2 separate regions of the Mus musculus genome follow, and region 1 is linked to region 2. The links are chromatin contacts, called in public promoter capture Hi-C maps. All regions are on one chromosome and are shown on one strand. Each heading gives the region's core, a stretch centred on a gene start, on an enhancer-like site or on the middle of the called end of the contact. The rest is flanking DNA. Distances are from core to core; before and after follow the strand shown. Region 1 holds the start of Klf8 (Kruppel-like factor 8). Region 2 holds the start of Fgd1 (FYVE, RhoGEF and PH domain containing 1).

Region 1 (5,709 bases), core at 2,101-4,600, 2.3 Mb after region 2:
GTTTCTCTGTGTAGCCCTGGCCGTCCTGGAACTCACTCTGTAGACCAGGCTGGCCTCGAACTCAAAAATCCACCTGACTCTGTCTCCCAAGTGCTGGGATTAATGGCGTGCGCTGCCGCACCACCACCAGGCACTCATCACTCTCTTTTCCCCCTTCTCCTTAGCTACAGGTCTTAAAGTATTTTAAATTTGTTGTTGTTTTTTCTGCTGGGAGCAGTAGGGGTGGTGGTGATGAAGGCCTCTTCCTGAGGCTTTTCCTCTGCTTCTCCCCCTTGCCCTCCTTCTGGGCTCCACCCCCATAGTTTGTTAGCTGGCCTTCTCAAGAAGGAAGGGAAGCAGGAGAATGAGAAGGAAGAAGGGCACTACAGAGAGCAACATCTTGTGAGACCCAGGTGTCTGCAGGCTTCTTGGCTATAGTCCTTAAGTCCAGTATGTAATTTAACCCTCTTCCTTATACATGTACAGGAGAGCTCAAGATGCCCAGTTCCCCTTTTGCTTCAGGTGAAAAGGGAGAAGTTGAAGATACTGCGGGTTGCTATTTGATTTATTTCTTAAGCCCCTTAAGAGAAGGGGAGCCCGTGGTGCTTCCTAAAACGAAGAACCCTAGTTAATTCTTGATGTTTGCTCTCTCACAACATTCCATCTGACACAAAGGGTACACCTAGCCTAGATAAAAGTGTATTGTTGCTCAGTGTGTTTCATCGACTAAATGGATGGAAAAAGGGACAGGAAAGATACTTGAGTGTATGTATCCAAGGTTTAATAATTTACTTTGTTTTTTCCCAAAATCAGAATTTGCCCATCCAGTACAGTTTTCTATACAAATGCAGTTGAGGCAGACAAAATCTGGGATGTAAAATAAATTAGGTCTCCAGAAAAACTTTTAGCGAGAGTATAAATTGTTTGGCTATCTTCAGGTGGATTGACACATCTTCTTGAACCTGCATAGATTAAACAAAGAATTTACCATGACAAAAGGGTACGCCCAGCTTAGATAAAGAGTTCTAGTGGCTATTAATGGCAGTATTACAGAAGTCTACCCATCTTTGTTTTTCACATCACAAAAGTGTATTTGTCTTGAACATAAACAGTTTTACATCCTTGAATCTAAAACTTTCTGTCATTACTGAAGATAGCCTTGGGCTAGTGAAATATCCTTTTCTTAAAAGCAATATTTATTAGATTTTATATATTAAGAACATAAGGATACAAGGTATAATGTGACCCTTTTTAAAAACGAATATATAGAGTTGTACATTATGTGGCTCCCTCTTAATAAGTCTTACCTTGTAATTGCAGCAGGTGTGTACGCAGTGGTAGAAATATGGTATAGAGAGATAGTGAGGCATTTGTAAAAACCCCTATAACAGGGGCATTCTTTTACGTAGCAAGTATACATATCTGCTGTTTAATCTTTGTCCCTTGATTTCTATGTATGAAAACGATAGCGCTGGTACCTACCTATACCACTGTCAGAACGATTCAGTGAGGCTCAGAACAGAGTTCAGCACTTAGTTACTGCTCTGTAACGATGAATGATAATAATACTCAGCATCTACATTGCAGACCTACTGACACCTGATACCTAACCAGGACTTTATAGTTTAATAATGAGAAGCAGTTATAACAACACATAGGTACCTGGAGGTGCTGAAGCAAATGGTCAGTTCTTCCAAACGTAATGAAATTAGGAGAGGGGGTGACCTTTACTTGGTCCTTTTAAAAAGGTGAACAGAGTTTAGGCCACGTCAACAAAAAAGGTAAGGTGTCTCGTGGCCTAGAGATTAATTGAGAAAATCCTGGTCTTATCAGAAATTTGGAGTCCAGTAGAGCAGCAAAACCCCTGCTGCTTGAGATAAAGGTAGGGTCCAGATCATCACAACAGGTTAAAGGACTTGAACATTTGCATAGTTGGTGAACTACTAGTAGAGAACTGACTGGGGAGGGAAGGAAAAGGAGATTTTTAAAACATATCTGAGCAGAAATAGCAATTAAGCAAATGGACAAACATGCTGGGCACATACTGAGCTGTGACCCTCAGGTTTGTTGTTTGGTTTTTTTTTTTTTACTCTTTTTCTTTTGAGGCTGGGTGTGACATTGCATTCCTGTAAACTCAGAACCAAGGAGGCTGAGGCAGGTGAGTGGTGAGTTTGAGGACAGTCTAAGCTGCATTAGCCTGAGCTCTATCATAAGATTACCTCCTATTTCAAACAAACAAAAAAACAACAAGAAGAAACATAAGCTGGGGATCCAACTGAGTGATAGAATGCTTGCTTAGAATACACTAGGCCCCGAATTCAATCTACATTACTCCCTGATGGGACATAAAAATATAGTGCTACCTGCTGTCTAGGGTTGTTATGAGGAATAAAGGAAAATTGAGGACTATAATGGTACCTGGCCTAGTGAACTGCCCATATGAGGTGCTGAAGACATGGAACCTATTATTTCTTTTGCTTGGCTGCTCCTTCTGTTCCTCCGCTTTGTTTCTCCTCTCTCTCTCTCTCTCTCTCTCTCTCTCTCTCAGAATTGTGGTAGGGAAGAGGCACTGGAAGGAGGCTGTGGTTGTCTGTGACTTCCTGGGTTTCCATTAAAATGAACTAGAGACAGACTTTAAGGCAAGGACAAGGAAATGCTGGAAAGATGGTGGCTTCTATTCTACGGACCCAGTTCTTCGGGGATGTTAGCCAATGCTTAGCTGAGAGGCGGTCTCAGGGGGTTGAGAACTCTATTCTTAGAGAGCTGGGAGACTCAGAAAGCCTTCCTGTTGCCAATCCGTGATCATTTCATCTTTACCTAGTTTCCTCTCACCTCCTATTGCTAGAAAATTCACCCAGCTCTTCTTTCCTCTTAAGCTTCATCCCTAAAAAGACACTGTGACCCCTCTGTCTTTGCTAGTGTCACATGTTGCCATGGAGAACTGGGAGGGTTAAAAAAATCCATTTACTGTTACCATCTTACTGGCACTCCCCATTCTGCTTCCCTTTCTCCCTAGAAATCTCTTACTCCCAATCACCACACCCTTCCCAACCTCCCTTGGAGTGCTTAAGTCTGGGTGGATAGTTGACCAAGTAGTGTGCCTGAAAACCCCTGCTGGGGACTAAGGATGCACCGAAAAGGCTTTCAGTCATACCTGCAGCTGCAGGAGGCCAACTGAGACGGCCGCCAGGGGCGAGACTGGCTCCTGGCTCCTAGGGCCCGCCCCACCCCCTCCTCTGTCCCTCCGCCTCTTCTGCCCCACCCATCTCTACCCCCTCCTACTCCACTCCCCTCTAGCGGCCACTTGTCCCTTTTAAGGAACTCCACCCTAGGTGGAGTCCTCATAGTCGCACCTCTCTTCTGGGCCTAGTCTGACACAGAAAGAGCTATGTACTCCATCTGCTCAGATTGCCTGGGGAGAGCACCAGGCTTTGACCCGCGGGTGCGGTATACCAGTGGGGCGGCCAGGTACCACCGAGAAGTCTCTCAGGCGCGGTCCTGCGGGAGTGCCTCCCACTCGCGTTGGAGTCCCTGCCCTGGGCCGGTGTTTTCCTATATGTTTCGACCAATCGTTGGCGTCTTTTCCTCCTTTCTTTTTAGGAAGGCGCCGGGTGTGCAGCACTAACCGCTGCGAGGAGGGGATCCTCTGGCGCTGTCTCCTTGTGGGTCTTCACTGACTCCCCCTCTCTCTCTCTCAACTTTGCGTTCAAGTCGTGATCTAAGGTTTGGGTGCTTTGCTGGGACCCCGCCCGTGCTCTCTAGGCGAGGGTTTGAGGAGTTCTGAGGTGGGTGGAGAATGGGCTTGGCCGGAACTGAATCGGTTGAGGTAAAAGGGGAACGCAGGAGCTTCAGCGCTGGCCACTTCGCCCCGGAGAAGCCGCTGTATTTTTAGCACAGGGAAGGCTGCAGTGGGAGGATTCTTTTTAGGAAGTCGGCTCCACCGCCCCGATTCGGGGCTTGGATGCTTGAAAGCTTTGTTTCCCTTGTTCTGAGGGTGGCCCAGCTGGGTCTAAATCGACTCCCTCCCTTTTTCGTTTTCCCTATCCTTTTCCAGCCTGGAGAAAACAGGGAGGTGGGGGACCAAGGAAGAGAAGGCTAAAGCGTGTTACCAGGCGCGCTGTCAGACATGGGCGGGTGCAAGGGGAACAGCTGCCTTGAGATCAGCTCTGGAGTATGAGTCTCTGAGAGGACTGCGTGAGCTCCGGACACTTCAGGAGTCGGCAGCGGCTGGAGGCATAGGCGGTAAGTGACTTGGGAAAGGACCACTCTTTCAGTCTTCAGTCAGGGTTCTAATCCCCGCACCCCGCGTGCCAACCGCACACACCCACTTGGCTTTGGGTTTTAGCAGTGAAGTGGGATGGGGGAGACGAGTAAGCGGAAGGGGGTAAGAACATTATGTGGAATCAAATTCAACTCAATGGAAAAAGACTTCCCTTAAGGATCGCGGAGACTAAGAGGAAGGGTACTTCAGGGGGGGCTTGTGGAAGAATTGAAAAGGGACACGAATGGATAGGTATGTCTAGTTCAGTCTGTCCTGTCTAGGTGCTCTCAACCCTCCTTAAGTGGTACGGTTTGTTTTAACCCTGTACATGCAAAGTCTCTGTGCGAGAGAAGAGGATTTGGAGGAGCACTGAACCCACTTACGTCACCCCCTCCCTTCCCCCAAGCAGTAGCAGGTACCTAGAGATGCTTCTAAAACGAGGGAGGAGGGGAAGGGAAGAGTTAAGTTGGGAGCCTGCCCTCTAGGTACTGATAGCAGATCCCTTCTGTGGAGGAGCTGCTTAGGACATGCCCCTCTTTAAGGGGGGGGGTCGTCCCCTTGGTTGGGGGAGGAAGCCAAAGCATAGCCCTGTCTAGGCTCTTAAGGATGTGGCCAAGGGGTTAGCTCCTGTAGGTGGAAGATCAGCCAGAATTGCTGTGACTACTGGAGCAAAGGGACTTGCTTAGCCACAAAGTGAAGCTTTTTGTACTTTTTTTGACCCTAAGAATTTTGTAGAAACTAAACCATGTCGTAACAGGTGGCCAGGGGAACAGTACCTTATTTTCTCTATATTGTAATTGCGGGAAAAATTTATAAAGTACTTGTATGTCATTTAGCATAATAGTGATGGAGAAAAGAGAAAAAGAGACTCATCTCTAGACTTGGATTTAACCTGAAGATGGTTTGTGATAATAAAAAGATCTACTTTGAAACCCTTCTACCAGCATGAACTAGTTATATGACCATGCACCGTGCTTTTCTCCTCTGAGGGATGCATATTAAAATTCTTATTCAGAAGGTATATATGATACAGGCTGCTCCAACTCGCCGTTCTTCATGTTTTCTTACTCTGGGGTTTTCTCTGGCTCACTGCTGATAGACTTCGTACTTCATTGTCCTTAAAGCACATTTCAGATGAAGGGGAAAGAAGGCCTGTGCAGTTTGAATCGCTTGCTCAAAGACAGGCTAGAATATATGCCTTATTTGTTTGTGATTTAACATTGTTCTCCCTGGCTGCAAGAGAAAAGGCCACTAATCTGTCTATCTTCTGATTCTTTGGTTGGTTTAACCACGATGATGTAACCAGCAAGACCTTTGAACAGCAAACCAGTGGCTCACAAGTGACTTCGTCCTCTTCTTCAAAGTCTGGGGGGAACCCTTATGAGAGAGACCATCCTTGGAAACTGTTGGTGAGACAGGCTAGGCACAGTGCCTTTAGGTTAGCTTAGAGGACAGATAGGCAAAGGATG
Region 2 (5,455 bases), core at 212-2,711:
GAGTGCGTGGGAAGACAGAGCTCAGGCCAAAGCTCCCAAGAACACTACTAAGACGAGGAGGAAACTGAAAAGGAAAAAGGAGAAAAATAAGCATGATATGTCATAGGGAAGCAATTTCAGGAGAAGGGAGAGGTCACTGGTGCTACCTGAATGCTAGCAAGTCCAAGTAGGATGACCTCTAAAGAGATTCTTTTCGGTTTAGTAACGTAAGCTATGGAAGACCTTGATAAGAAAAATAGCTTGGAAGAAGTAGTAGAGGTGAGTTGTAGCAGGGTTAAAGATAAGTGGGAGGTAGGAAATGGGACACTTGACTATGAGCAAGTCTTGAGTCATCTGTAAAAAGAGAAGAGAGATAACTTTTGGTGCTTGTTTTTTTAGATGGGAGAAGATACCTGACTGTTTAAAGCCCAGAGCGAAGGGACTCGGAACGAACTCAGAGGTCTGTTGCTAAGAATTCCAGACCTTTCTTCTGGCGTCTTCTGTTCACTCCATGTAAGTAGGACATGGGCTTATCAGCTAAGTACCGTGGGACGGAGTTGGGGGCACAAATCAAGATCTTGGGGAGACTAGATTTGATATGGCCACCATGGATGAGAGTTATCTAGGCAATGGGGGTGAAACAGAAAAGAAAGTTGACTACTAGTAGGGTGTCGGGTCAGTTCTGAGGGACTTGTAGAAGCTGGGAAATGAGGGTTTATCATGACACAAATGTGGAAAATTGTAGTGTTACCCAGTAGTGTTCAGCTGCCTGGGCACAAGCATGGAAAAAAAGGCAAACAGTTGGACTGGTTCAGTTTTGGGTTGCTGCCAGCCGGGTAACGGACAAAACAAGGGACCGCGACAAAAAGAGTGGAAAAGTAAAGGGCCATGAGATCTGGTCTGAGAAAATAAGTACTAAAGGATCGCTACGTGCCAAGCCTAGCTTAACTCTGGGACATGTGGAAAGGCTTCTGGGAAAGAGTGTGATGGGAGAGCGGAAGAAGGCATGAGATGCGACGGAAGGGTCGATTTCGGAAATTGGGCCCAGAGACTCGCCTCTGTGGGACCAAGGAAGGATGGGAAGGAAAGCTGAAGGGCCAGCAGAAGGAGGGCCTTAAGCTCCTAGCAGTTAGAGGTGAAACTGGCCCTAGCGAGGGGGCGTGGCCAAGCTCAAATCCCGACGAGGGGGCGGGGCTCCAATAACTGGGTCTCAGCGCCGCGGTGGCTGCGGCTGTCTCAGCAACGGCTCGCGCCTCCCCATCCCCCAGTTCCCAGGGCTCTTCCCGCCTGCCGCGGTGCAGACCCAGGACGAAGGCGGAGAAGCCCGGTCCAGCCCGGTCCTCCGCCCGCACGGCTGGAGCATCGTTCCGGAGGACTGCCCGAAGGCAAGCCTCGCAGCCGGAGAGCGCGGCGCACACGCGCGCCTCCCGGCCGCGGCCGTCCTCTCTTCCCTCCTTCCTCTCCTCTCCCCCTCCCCTCTCCTCCGCCCCCAGCCTCCGCTGCGGCGGGAGGAAGAACCCTTCCCGACTAGCCCAGAGAACCCAGGTCGATTCTCATTCCGGGAGAAAGAGACCCCCCTCGGTGGGATCCGGCTGGCCGCTCGCCCCCGGCTACGGAAGTGACTGGTCATCTATTAGGAGAGCTCGTGCCTAGCGCAGCCCCCGACCCTCGCCTAGCCGCAGCCGCATAGACAGCGCTCCCCAGCGGGCCCCCGGCCCCGCCGAGCCCACTCCCCGCTTGGGGCCAGGGCTGGCGATGCCTGGCGCGGCAACGGCGGTGGCCGCGGCTGCTGCTGCTGCTGCCGCCACGGCTGCTGGCCGGAGCCCGGGTCGGGGGCTCGAGTCTCCGCAGTGGGGCTGAGCCCGCAGCCCCGCCCCCCGAGCCTGAGGCCGCTGCTCCGCCGGGCGCCGGGCCTTCTCCGCCCGCGCCTCCGCCCCAGGAACTGGAGCCAAGCGGGGAGCCCGGGCCCCGCGCCCAGGCCCGGACCATGCATGGCCACCGAGTCCCGGGGGGCCCTGGGCCTTCGGATCCCGAACGCTCAGCGGCAAATACCCCCGGTGCCGCTCCGCTGGCCTGTGCCGACTCGGACCCTGGAGCCTTGGAACCCGGGCTGCCGGTGAGCAGGGGCTCAGGCACGGCTCTTGGAGGCCCTTTGGATCCTCAGTTTGTTGGACCCTCGGATGCCAGCCTGGGAGCGCCTCCAAGCTCCCGGGTCTTACCCTGCGGCCCTAGTCCTCAGCACCACCGGGCCCTGCGCTTCTCCTACCACCTGGAGGGCTCGCAGCCTCGGCCTGGTGAGTGATCCAGACAGCATGGGAACCTGGGCCACGGGCCTGGTACCGGGAACGGGTTCTTGTTCTAGGACTTGGAGCCGACATGCTCACCCTAGCCCCTTGGGTCCCCTCAACCCCTACCCCCACCTCCTGCAGTATTCGGTCCAGTCCTTTCAGCCTTTGCCCCTTGCTCTTATCTGTCCCTTGCGCCCTCAAGCCTTAAGACTCCTTTCTCTTCTAACTGTTGAGGCTAACAGGAGAGGAAGCACTCCAAGAAAAGGGGGCAGGATTTCAGGGCAGCAATGGGGATGTGGTTGGAATAGGAGAAAAGAAGTCTCCCATTAGCTAAGTGACTACATTTGTGCATGGCACTGAACTGGGTACTTTTACAAGGGTTTTTGTTTCAGCTTCAGGAGCCATCTGTGAAGTGGATATCATCAATTACATTTTTAGGGGTGCAGACTGAGGCTTTGAGAAGTAACTTGTCCAAGGTCACACTGTCATTATGGTGCCTGGATTTAAAAACAGATCAGAGTCCAAAATCTGTGGTCTTCCCGCTTCCCCAAACTGAAGCTGGAGAGTAATGCAAGCTTTCTCCTTATGTGATTTCCCCTTATACGACTCAGTAGCCCGAAAGTATGAGCAAAAGAGAGAGGGAGATGGTGGACTGATCCTAGATTGTGCTTCTGCTAGGTGTGTGTGGCCACAGGACAAGGGGAGGAAGAGGTAGGGGGTATTGATGAGAGAGAAAGGTGGAGCTGAGCCTGGAGGAAGGGGCTGAAGGCGCTGCTGGTACGAAGGAATAGGACAGAGAGGTCAGAAGGGAGAGCTGCTGGGCCAGGAGATTGTTTGGAAAAATCATCAGGATGGTTGCTTGGGTTTGCAGTGTGGTGGAACAACTCTAGGTCAGGCTGGGGCCACAGACCCCGATGGGCCTTTTCATAGTCCTGAGTATCTGAGCAGCCTAGCAGAGCCTCTAGGATATTCTCACGTGGGCCTGAGTCTGGGAGCCTTGAAGGAAGAACAGTGTATGGATCTGCCCTATCTTCACTGGGACTGAAGGAGGTGGTGAGCTTTTAGCAGCTTCCAGGGCTCATAGCTCACCTTCCACAGATCACTAGGACTGTGGCTCAGGACCAGGTAGTAGGAACAGTTGGTGAAGCATAAAACATGGGCAGAATACGCCTCTCTCTGCTGTCTCTTCTTTGGATAGTTATGGAACCTCTGGGAGATTTCAGGCGCTGCCCCCCCTCACCCCCTTGTGAACTGGAGATAGGCAGCTGACACTCTTTAATGCTCTGCCCTGCTTGTTGCTTCTGCTGGCTTCCCAAACTCCCCTGGACACATGCTACTCATACATACATACATACATACATACATACATACATACTTGATCTTAGCTCCTCCCTTCAAATCCCTAAACAGCCAGAGCTCTCCCACTGCAGTCTGCATTTGCTTTGCCTTCTGCCTGTTAGCTCTTCCCTCAGCCCTCCACCTGGCTTGCTCCTCATCTTTCTGGTCTCAGCTCAAATGTCCCCTCTGAGAGACCTTCCCTGACCACTTTAAGTAGGGCCTCTTGTGAATCTCCATCACAGCTGCCAGTGTGTGTCTATCCTTACATTTAATACAGTCTGAAAGTGCCCTCTTGTATGTGTCTACTTGTTTATTGCGGCTCATTTGCCACCAGAAAGTGAGCTCCTCGAGGGCGAGGGGGCTGAGTCTGTTTTGTTTTACCTTGTATACCTAAGGGACTGATGTAGTGCCTAACACGTGGCAGGTACTCAGTGTCTCGATGGATGGTAAGGGAACGCATAGTAGGCCCTCTGTAACTATTGCCTAAGAGGACTCCGAGCTCCCACCCAGCAAATACTCTTGGTCTGGGAGACAAAGCTAGGAAGGTCTTGACCCTTGGTCTCTGCCCTCTCTAGTCAACATAGGGTTGATAATGAGCAAGCTTTTCTACTCCACCAGTTCTTCCAAATTCCAAAGCAGAGTTCCCTTCCCAGACCATCCCCCTCTTCTCCTCAACCAATAGTGTTGTTTTCAGGATCCTGTCTCCCCCCCCCCCACCCCTGCCCCCAGCTAAGTCCTTGCCTCTGTAATGGCTTGAGTGGTATCTTTTAGTTTACACCCCTCCCCCCTTTTGTTTTTCAAAATAGGGTTTCTTTGTGTAGCCTTGGTGGTTCTGTAACTCAGAAATCCACCTGCCTCTTCCTCCCGAGTGCTGGAATTAAAGGCGTGCTCCACCACTGCTCCAGCTAGAGTCTTTTAATCAAAAGTAAAGATTGGGGGTAGAAAGGGAAAGACTTGGTCTCCCGTCTGGCCATTTCTCACTTACTGTGTGTCCCTGGATGAATGACTTCAGTTCTCTGTGCCTCAGTTCCCCTCGTCTAGAGAGTGATATCTAGGAATCCATCAGATTCTTTTTTGCAATGCTTTCAGCAATCAGGGACTTAAAAAATAAAATACGAGGAGAGAAAACCCTTCGAGAAAACCCTTCTGAAGAAGAGGCGGAGGAATTTCTCAAGTCCTGACAAGGCGGGCACTGGGCCATGTGATTCACAGTAGCATGGGCTGTGAGAGGCCCGCCTCCCCCTCTGCACAGCCAGCTCAGAGGTAGGCACAAGCAACTTGCTTCTCTCCATAGGACTTGCCTATAATTGGCTCAGAATGGGCAGAGGTGGTGGATGGAGGGAGAGCAAGAAAGAGGGAGAGACAGACAGAAAGTCGAGCTTCAGTTAAAGGGTTAGAAACATTTTAGTCCACCTGCTAAGATATTCGTGTGTCTGCTGACTTTCTCCTTCAGACTTTTATTGAATCACCAGCCTTACGTCCCAGTGGTGCATCCCAGAGCAGCAGGGGGTGGTGGTGTGAAAATAATAATTATATCTTATCCATGTGAAGAGCTCTGAATTACCTCCCCTGGCCCTTTCTTTTTGTTATTCTGTCTAGTACCTGGTGGAGAGTGTTATGTTCGTCTTCTAGGCTGATAAAGGCCAACCAAGGCTTCCTTGGACCACTGGGATAACCCGGTGAGATACTCCTGTCCCTAACACTTGGACAGGGTTAGCAGAGGGCTTCCAAGTGTAGGTTTATGGGTAGGGTTTTGGGAGAATCCTACTGTAGTCCTCAAGACTGAGGCCTAGAATGCTTTCTCACATGTTGTGGAGTTGGTGAAAGCTTGGCCTAACCCTAGCTCAGCC

The links. Promoter capture Hi-C pulls out the DNA fragments that hold promoters and counts their contacts.
Region 1: a promoter capture Hi-C map of liver shows a contact between it and region 2, with 2.6 times the contacts expected there. The contact joins the promoter of Klf8 here to the promoter of Fgd1 in region 2.

Annotation. Positions count from the first base shown.
Region 1 is chrX:153,356,263-153,361,971 of GRCm38.p6, forward strand. Klf8 (Kruppel-like factor 8) reads left to right here and starts at 3,351. Exons shown (of 8, transcript NM_001357183.1): 1 at 3,351-3,447; 2 at 3,580-3,702; 3 at 4,034-4,221.
Region 2 is chrX:151,045,709-151,051,163 of GRCm38.p6, forward strand. It overlaps Fgd1 (FYVE, RhoGEF and PH domain containing 1), which reads left to right and starts at 1,462. Exons shown (of 18, transcript NM_008001.4): 1 at 1,462-2,273. The coding sequence starts at 1,967. It overlaps Gm46690 (a long non-coding RNA gene), which reads right to left and starts at 384. Exons shown (of 2, transcript XR_001782846.2): 1 at 1-384.